Regions from separate parts of the Hordeum vulgare genome. Here all the other regions are linked to region 2. The links are chromatin contacts, called in public Hi-C maps. All regions are on one chromosome and are shown on one strand. Each heading gives the region's core, a stretch centred on a gene start, on an enhancer-like site or on the middle of the called end of the contact. The rest is flanking DNA. Distances are from core to core; before and after follow the strand shown.

Region 1 (2,708 bases), core at 1-2,500, 280 kb before region 2:
GACGATGTATGTTCAGTGGGAGGAGACGTTTTCGTCGACGACGAGGCACCTATGATGATTTTGTAAATCTCAAGATAATATGATGCCTTATTCTTTAGGAAGTGTTCGCTTGCGTATGTACTATGTTAAAAAAACAAAAAAATGAGACCTTTTAAAATGTTATCCACTTATCCAAAGCTGACCATTAAAGATTTCTCAAAACGAAAAATGTTCACAAAATTTAGAAAATGTTTGTGTTTTTGCAAATAGTGTTTATGACTTCTAAAAATCATGATTTTACAGTAATATTCAAATATTGTTAAAATGATGAGGAATTTTCAAAAATATTCACTATTTGTTTTCGAATTTGTAAAATATCATAAATTTTAAAAAATGTTGTCAGATTGGAATAATTGTCTCGGATGAAAAGGACGCCCCTCCAGCCCTTTACTGCCCATCTGGTGTCACTGGGCGGTTCCTCTACTAGGGAACGTCCAGTTGCAGCGGCGGTTAAAGTGATTATTTCTTAACCGACGCCTGCAGTGTTCGGTCATGGGCCGGCCAGCGGAAGGAAGGTTTTTCTGGTTTTGTGTAGTTTCTAGAAACTTTCTATACGGTTTTATTTCATAATGGTTTTGCAGGACTGGGTTTTCTTCCGTTTTTCTCTTTTTCTTTTTTTGTTTCTTTTCTTTAATATTTTTCTTATGTTTTTTCATTTCCATTTTATTTTTATATAACTTTTCATGTTTTGAAAAGTGGAGCCTTTTCTTCTTAACTTTTTTCAAACCAACAATTATTTTCCAAATGAATGAACCCTTTTAAAAAATTTCCAAATTTTTATTAAAATTCTATGAACTTCTTTTGAATATCAATGGAATTTATTCAAATTTTGATGATTTGTTTTTAAATTTGACGAACTTTTATTTGAAATGGATGCATTTTTCAAAAATGATGAGCTTTTTAAAGATTTGTGAACTTTTTGTTCAGTTCAACAAAGTTGCATAAACTGTTTTTCAAATTCATGAACTAATTTTGAAAATTCATGAACTTTCTTCAGATTTGTAAACTTTTTTCTGGATCACAGTGATTTTTTTTCGAATTCGTGAACTTTTCAAAATTTGTGAATAATTTTTTGCTTTCATGAAATTTTTGTGTTCACGTATTTTTTGTGTTTTTCTATTGAAAATCCTGCCCCGTACTGGGCCGGCCCATTGTGCAGGGCGTGTGGGCGCTGGTTCTCCTAGCCGGCCCTTAAAGCACCGACTAGGAACTCCCGTAGGTTTTGCATAGGCTTCATGAGGTAGTGCCGCGATCTAGGCCGACACGGTAATCGTTTCTCCTATCCTGGGGTTTTCCGGTTTTGCAAACCTTCTATAGATTCCCAGCCGGTTATTTTGGTTTTGCTAACCTTCTAGAAGGTTTCTGTACCGTTTTTTTCCTTTTTATGTTTCAATTTCTATCTCTTTTTTGTTTTTTCCTGTTCCTTTTCTTGTTTTTCTCTCTTTTTATGATCTCTTTTTTCTTCCTTCTTCTTTCCTTTTTATTTTATTTTTTTCCTTTTACATTCGTTTTTTGAACATTCGTTTTATATAAATATTACAACATCCAAAAAATCTTCACAGTTTGATATTTGTTCGGGAACTTTTGTATTTTTTCAAAACAAAATTCATGTTTGAAAAATAAAATTAGAAAAATATTCTTGCTTTATAAAAATTTTAATTAAAAAAATCCATTTTTAAATAATTGTTCATAACTTCAAAAAATGTTCGGATTTTTATAAAGTATTCTTGTTTTTGTTGTCATTTTTTTCCTTTCCTATTTCTCTTTTTTGAGGTTTTGTGAAATTTGTTCTGAATTTCAAAAAATGCTCTCATGTTCGAAATTTGGTTTACAATTTTTATTTAAATGTTTGCGCTTCAAAAAATAACCTGGAATTGCAAAAAATGTTCTTGCTTACAAAATGTGTTATATTTTCAAAATTGTTCTCGTATTTAAAGAACGGCATAATTATTCAAAAATGCCCGAGTTTTGGGAAAATGTTCTTGTTTTCAATTAAAAATCGTGATTTCACAAAAATATATATCGTTTCTAGTTTTCTTTTTTCCTTTTAGAAAATTGTTCATGATGTTCAATGAATGTTTTTGTTCATTCTCAAAATGTGTTCACGATTTTCATAAAAATGTTTGTGTTTCAAAGAGTACACACAGATTTTTTAAAAATATATATTTAAAAAAAAATTTGTTCACAATTTAAGAAATATGTTTGTCCTTCAAATATTTGTTACGAATTTCACAAAATTTCACATTTTGAAACAATTATTTGTAATTTCAAAAAGTTTCCCCATGTATGAAAATTTGTGCTCTTTTAGGTACAAAGTTTAGAAAAATTCGAAATCTTACGAAATCATAAGTTTTCTTCCTGTAATTCAGAAACTCCCAATTTTTTGTAAACGTGAACATTTTTTTGAACTTCCAAACAAAATTAGAAACACGAATACTCTTTTGAAAATTGCAATCAGGTTTTGAAAAAACATTTTATAAAAGTCCCAAACAAATTTGCAAACACGAACATTCGTTCAAATTCCCCCACATTTTATGAAACTCCCAAACAAAATTTGAAAGTGGGAACATTTTTTAAAATTCCCAACAATTTTTTGAATTTGTGAACAAATTTTCAAAACATCTTTTTTAGTTTTAAAACTAGGAACATTATTTGAAATTACGAAACAT
Region 2 (2,700 bases), core at 91-2,590:
CGACGTCCAAAGGTGGGACGATGGTCCTTGGTAGGAGGAACGCACCTGCAACACCTCCCCCCACGCCGACGGCTCGCGCTCTAGTGACCGCAGCGGCGTGGGGCACCAAAATCCGACCCCCACAGCGTCGGCCATGTCCGTGGTCGTGCACGACCAGCTCCACCGCTGGCCCACCAGGCCCGGGTGGAACGAGGCGGCGGGCTACTCCTCCAGCACCTCCTCCTTCACGTCCGTCATCTTCACCTCCAGTACAGCCACGTCGTCAGCCGCAGAGAGGGTCAGCATGGTGTCCAGCCCCACCCATTGGCGCTCGTCGTGCGTGTTCTTGGAATCTTCCAAAACACGTTGAATGAGCTGGGCCTCCTCCTCCTCTGTCATGGGAGATGACGTGCCCGCCACGGGCTAGCTGGACGACGAGCAAAGTATGACGCGCAGCGCACGTCGTGCTCGTCCTGGAAACAATGATCGCACAAAGGGGATTCGACGGCGTACCTGGGTCGTAGTATAGGTCGTCAGGCAAGCGGCGGCGGCGGTCGATCCCCCCGCGGCGGGTACGGACGCTCATCGGGATCGGCGGGATCGACACCCGATCCGCGGACAGATGCGAGTTATTTGGTAGGTGAACGTCGCTCCAGGGAGTGACGTCCTTGTTTCCCAATAATGTGGGCATACATCCACGTGGACGTACTACCGGTCGCGCGCCGTGGCGGGCGGAAGGGCGATGGCGAATGCAGGCGGTGCGGGGGCCCTTCGTGGAGCTGGTGCGGGCTCTGAGCTGGCGGTGTGGCAACGGCCGGAGGACGAACCAGCCTCGTGGTTCTGCGCCCCCTTGCGGCCGGTGCTCCACCACACTATGGCTGCCAGCGGCCGGAGAACTCGAGGAAGGGGAGGGCAGAACTATGGTTTGGGTGTCGGGTTTCAAGGAGGCACTAGGATTGGAGCGCGAGCATGAACTACGACCGGTCCACGACTTCCTATTTAAGAAGGACGACGATCGCTTGCTTCGGCGGATTACAGATGGGACCGACCAACGTGTGCAATTAATTTGGACGGTGGGAGGTAGGTGGCCGCGACCCCGATGCAGACGAGAGACGCGTCCGCTCGCTGTGCGTCTGGACCCAAAACGGACGCATGTTTGCGTTTGAAATGGATCGGACCTGAACCCAAAACGGACGCATGTTTGCATTTGAAATAGATCGAACCGGACACAAAATGAATAAGACGGGTCCAGAGACCGTATGGTTTGTTTATTTTATTCCAAACAGGCAGGACCAGACCGGATGGGGTCGTGCCTAGAGTTGCTCTAAAAGACCGTAGTGCCTCGTACCTGTAGCATTATTCTTTTCCTTTTCGCAAAATCCCACGCAGTGGCATTGCCCTCGTTGCATGGGCATGGCGCGCACAGAGGTAGAGCCCCCGACAGACTCGACCGCGGCTGCCAATCAAGCGGTCAGCCCGGGCGTCACCGCGCCAGAGTTGACGCGCTCCCCTCCCACACTCAACCACCGTCACCTCTGTCCTCTCGTCAGTAGGTTCCTCCAATCTTGATGTCAGCGCCCCAGAGCAGAGTACTTGCGAGGCGAGCAGCAGGACGCTGGAAAAGGAGTGGAGTACGTTTCTGAATTCTGAATCCCGGCAGAGGTCCCTGATCGCGGCGGTAAATTCCGTCAGATCGCGGGCGCCCCCGCGAATCCCGGCCCGGCCGGCTTTGCTCTGTCCGTCGTCCCCCGGGAGACGCGCATGGAAACCAGTGTGCGTCCGTGGACCGTGCTGCTTCGTGACGTTCGAGTGACCCTTGGATGGATTCGTGGCGTGGCCGTTGCGTGTGCGCTTGCGCTTGCTTCTCGTCTGCTCCATAGCCTGGGTTTCCTCCCGACCGGCGATCTTTTACCCGACGACGCCTCGATGGGGAAAGTGCCCATGCTGTGGACGAGCACTCCTCCTTTCTCTGTGCTCGGCTGGTTGCAGCAACGACAGAACAAGTTTTGTAAGATTTGAACATTTCGGCGACAATTTTCAAAAATGAACTATGGCGACGCCAAGATTCCATGCATGACTCGCCGCTAATCCTATACAAGTTGTATCACGTATAGGATTATACACACCCCAATTCACTAAGCGCATCTCCAATGTTTTGCCGCAAATGTGCTCCAATATCCGTTCACGGATAGAGGGACGAGTCCGCGGACATGAAACTAGAGCAGGCCATTCAACGTTGTACCCATTACATTTTAAGTCGGGTTTTGACTTAACGGACTAAATTCATGTAAACCGGTTCATATTTATCAAAGTCGGGTTTTGGCACATTGTTGTCTCAAATTTGATGTCCAACAAGTTTTTCAACAAATCAAGTCGTCTCACACATATTATCCCTTAAAATTCTTTCAATAGTTTGTGTACGTAAATGACCGTTCCTCTGTCGTCTAGTACATCACGACAACTTGTATGGGCCACACAATGTAAATAGCATTGAATGATGAATGATTCAACCAACAAGTTAAGAAATAAGAAGTGAAACTTACAATCTTTTTCTCTACCGCGTGCAATGACCATCTTGCCTTAAGTGAGCAACTACATGACAAAGCTTGATGACGATGGTCATGATGGCATATCATCGATACCATAACGATCTCACATTGTGATCATGGATAATGTGGTTGTCGTAGGGCGCATTGTGCTTCTATTCGTGAAACGATTCAT
Region 3 (2,700 bases), core at 50-2,549, 380 kb after region 2:
CAATAGAAGAAACAACATCGTCAAAGATTTGGTATAAAAACATCAGGTCATCAAACCCCATTTGAGTATAATTTTCTTGGCTAAAGATTAAGATGATGCGGAGATGCGTGCACCCTGCAAAAAAACATTCATTGCGTCCTTCATGTTAGTGGAGGAAAAACAATATTTGTGTTCTCTCAAAGATATGATAAGTAGAGCAAGGGTGTGATGATCATATAGATAAAGGAAGGATGACGAAGATTTATATAATGAAGTGGAGCTGAGTTAAAAACAAACCCATGTGTAGATGAACAAAATAAGATGGAAAATTATGCCTTAGTACGTGCGGTAATTGGAAGCTTTAGTTGACATGAGCATCATTTTTTCATGAAAGGGATGCGAGGGTTTGTTTCTCCCGTTGCAACGCACGGACATTTTTCCTAGTATAGATAAAAGTAATTAATGTTTGCCTCAACTGCTTTATACCATTCCTCTCGGTTCTGAAGTAGCATTTGTCTCATAGCCGTAGTTGGAAACCAAATCTAAAGTTCCATCTTTTCTTGGAAAATAAAATTGTGGCAGTATCGTATTGTCTTACACAATACATACTTCTGCTTTTTTACACGACGGAGGTCAACGTTATTAATGGTCATGGCTACCAGCGTGATGCCTTCTTTGACGTCTCCATTGTTACGAACTCTGAAAGGCTATTTCTTTCATTGTGATGCACGGACATGTTTACTAGTTCTATACTTCTATACTCAACCGGACTAAGGCCCTGTTTAGAACCACAATAGATTATGATAATCTGGATTATAAAGATAGATTATATAATCTGATTTATAAAAATAATATAAGTGGACATGTTTGAAGGCCAGATTATATAAACTATAATTCAGGTTTTACATTTCATAATGACTTGTTCGCCCTCTGTTTTTAAAAAAAGAAGAGGGTGGCGGTGGTAGGAATGTAATTAACTTAAATTTTACAAGGATAATGGATCATTAGCAATCCATAATCTGATTTTAGCTGGGTTAGGATAGATTATAAATTTTTAATAATCTGTTCATTTAATTTTTATAATCTATACCGTAATCTGTCCTGTTTGAAGACAAAATAAATTATAAAAACTGAATTATATAATGTGAGTGGTTTCAAACAAGGCCTAAGAGAGACGGGCAACCAAACTCAGTGCCGAACTTGAACCGGACACAAAACCTATTTTTACTCAGCCAGGCTGAGCTGGGCCACAGATGCAGAGGCCCATAAATGATCGTAGTCAACCCGTGACTTATCGGTCGGAAAGGAGGCCCGTTGCACCACGAGTCTAGGCCGAGATAATAGCACTATTCGTGTTCTGCGGTGCGCCAGTCTAGGCTCTAGGGTTATACCCAGCCGCCGTCAAGCCGGCACGGACGGAACGCCGCCGCCCTCGAAGACCGACAAGGTGAGGCCCACGCTTCGTCGCTTGGCTGCTGCCCTCTTTCTCTCCTCGCGTACGTCGTAGGCTGGGTCTGATGTGCCGGATTGATTGCCTTGATTTTCAGGGGCTCGTTAACCTCCCGAACTCTATCCAAGGCAGCTGATTTTCAAGATCCGCTGTTGTTCTGCGGGTGGAAGAGCGTCCCTTTTACAGGGATTTGGCAAGACGGCGGTTGATTTTGAAGGCCGTGAGATGATCCTTTTTACAGGCTGCAATCCCCTCCTCCACCAGCAATAACAACGTGTGGATGTGGATTTACCACGCGGTCGCACATACTCGTAAATAAATTATATAGTCCGTCTTCTTCCAGCTTAAATCATTGTGTCAACGCGGTCGTCGGGCTGTTGTGTGTACGATCCGGTTTCATCTCAGAGAGAGAGAGAGAGAGAAGTCGGGAATTCTCGACTTTTGCCTCCTCCTCGTTGTCAGAATATTAATACAGACGAGCGCTCCGGAAATAAAAGACAATCGCTTTGGAAGGCATACTGGACTCAGAGGAGGTTATTATTCGGTTTCATCTAATAAGACAAGTCCAAGATTCTCTACTTAGATTCTGGTCGGTTTAGAGCATCGTAGTTCTCTCATCCTCTCTGAATAAATAGAGACCAGAGCTCCCGGAATAAACGATGAGCGCGTTGTTCAGGGCTCCCTGGACTCGGAGGTTATTATCCATGGAGTCTGATAGTCCGCACCGCCACGTAAGTTCTTCTTTGCTAGCTGTTCTGCCGACTGTTCATCTGTCCTATATTCTGAAGTTCCAAACAAACGATCTTACACATCACAAAAATGCACTGTTCTTGCTAGAGATGATGCAACGATTACTTATGCTTAGTTAGAGCCTTTTATTCTTAGCATGTTGACCTGACTGTATCCATGGATGATATATATTCTTGTTGCAGAAAGGTGAGGAAGATAGGCTCAGCGCGTTGAGTGATGACATTTTAATCTCTATCCTGGGGAGAGTCGACCTTGCCATGGCAGCAAGGACTAGTGTGTTGTCAACGCGGTGGAGAAACTTGCCGTGGCTACTTCCTGATCTCAAACTTCATGTCATGGACTTCTTTATTGCCCCATGCACAGGGGCTGCACACATTGATCAAGCAATGGCGTCTCTGGCAAGAGCCACTAGCAGCTTCTTGGCTCAGCCCTGCAGGGAACACACCATCACAACGCTACGCCTCAAGATTTATCTCATCGGAAACTACTCGCGTGACATTGGCGTGCTAGTTAGCAATGCC

What was found. Hi-C and Micro-C count contacts between places; a contact is called where the count stands out from the background.
Region 1: a contact with region 2 is called in a Hi-C map of seedling, with 2.5 times the contacts expected there. The contact joins two enhancer-like sites. A contact is called at or near these places in 2 of 6 Hi-C or Micro-C datasets (leaf and seedling).
Region 3: a Hi-C map of seedling shows a contact between it and region 2, with 3 times the contacts expected there. The contact joins the promoter of LOC123429461 here to the enhancer-like site in region 2. A contact is called at or near these places in 2 of 6 Hi-C or Micro-C datasets (leaf and seedling) and 1 of 1 datasets of contacts at active chromatin or transcription factors (embryo).

The regions. Positions count from the first base shown.
Region 1 is chr2H:43,095,418-43,098,125 of MorexV3_pseudomolecules_assembly, reverse strand. No RefSeq gene overlaps it. Among protein-coding and RNA genes, the nearest start is that of LOC123424742, 64 kb to the right of the region's middle. Within about 2 kb of position 1,250, at least 3 of the 3 cell types and tissues checked have open chromatin away from gene starts, as enhancers often do. A contact at or near this core is called in seedling, where this site is marked.
Region 2 is chr2H:42,819,486-42,822,185 of MorexV3_pseudomolecules_assembly, reverse strand. No RefSeq gene overlaps it. Among protein-coding and RNA genes, the nearest start is that of LOC123429467, 97 kb to the right of the region's middle. Within about 2 kb of position 1,340, at least 2 of the 3 cell types and tissues checked have open chromatin away from gene starts, as enhancers often do. A contact at or near this core is called in seedling, where this site is marked.
Region 3 is chr2H:42,439,916-42,442,615 of MorexV3_pseudomolecules_assembly, reverse strand. LOC123429461 reads left to right here and starts at 1,299. Exons shown (of 5, transcript XM_045113496.1): 1 at 1,299-1,426; 2 at 1,527-2,160; 3 at 2,362-2,700. The coding sequence starts at 2,089.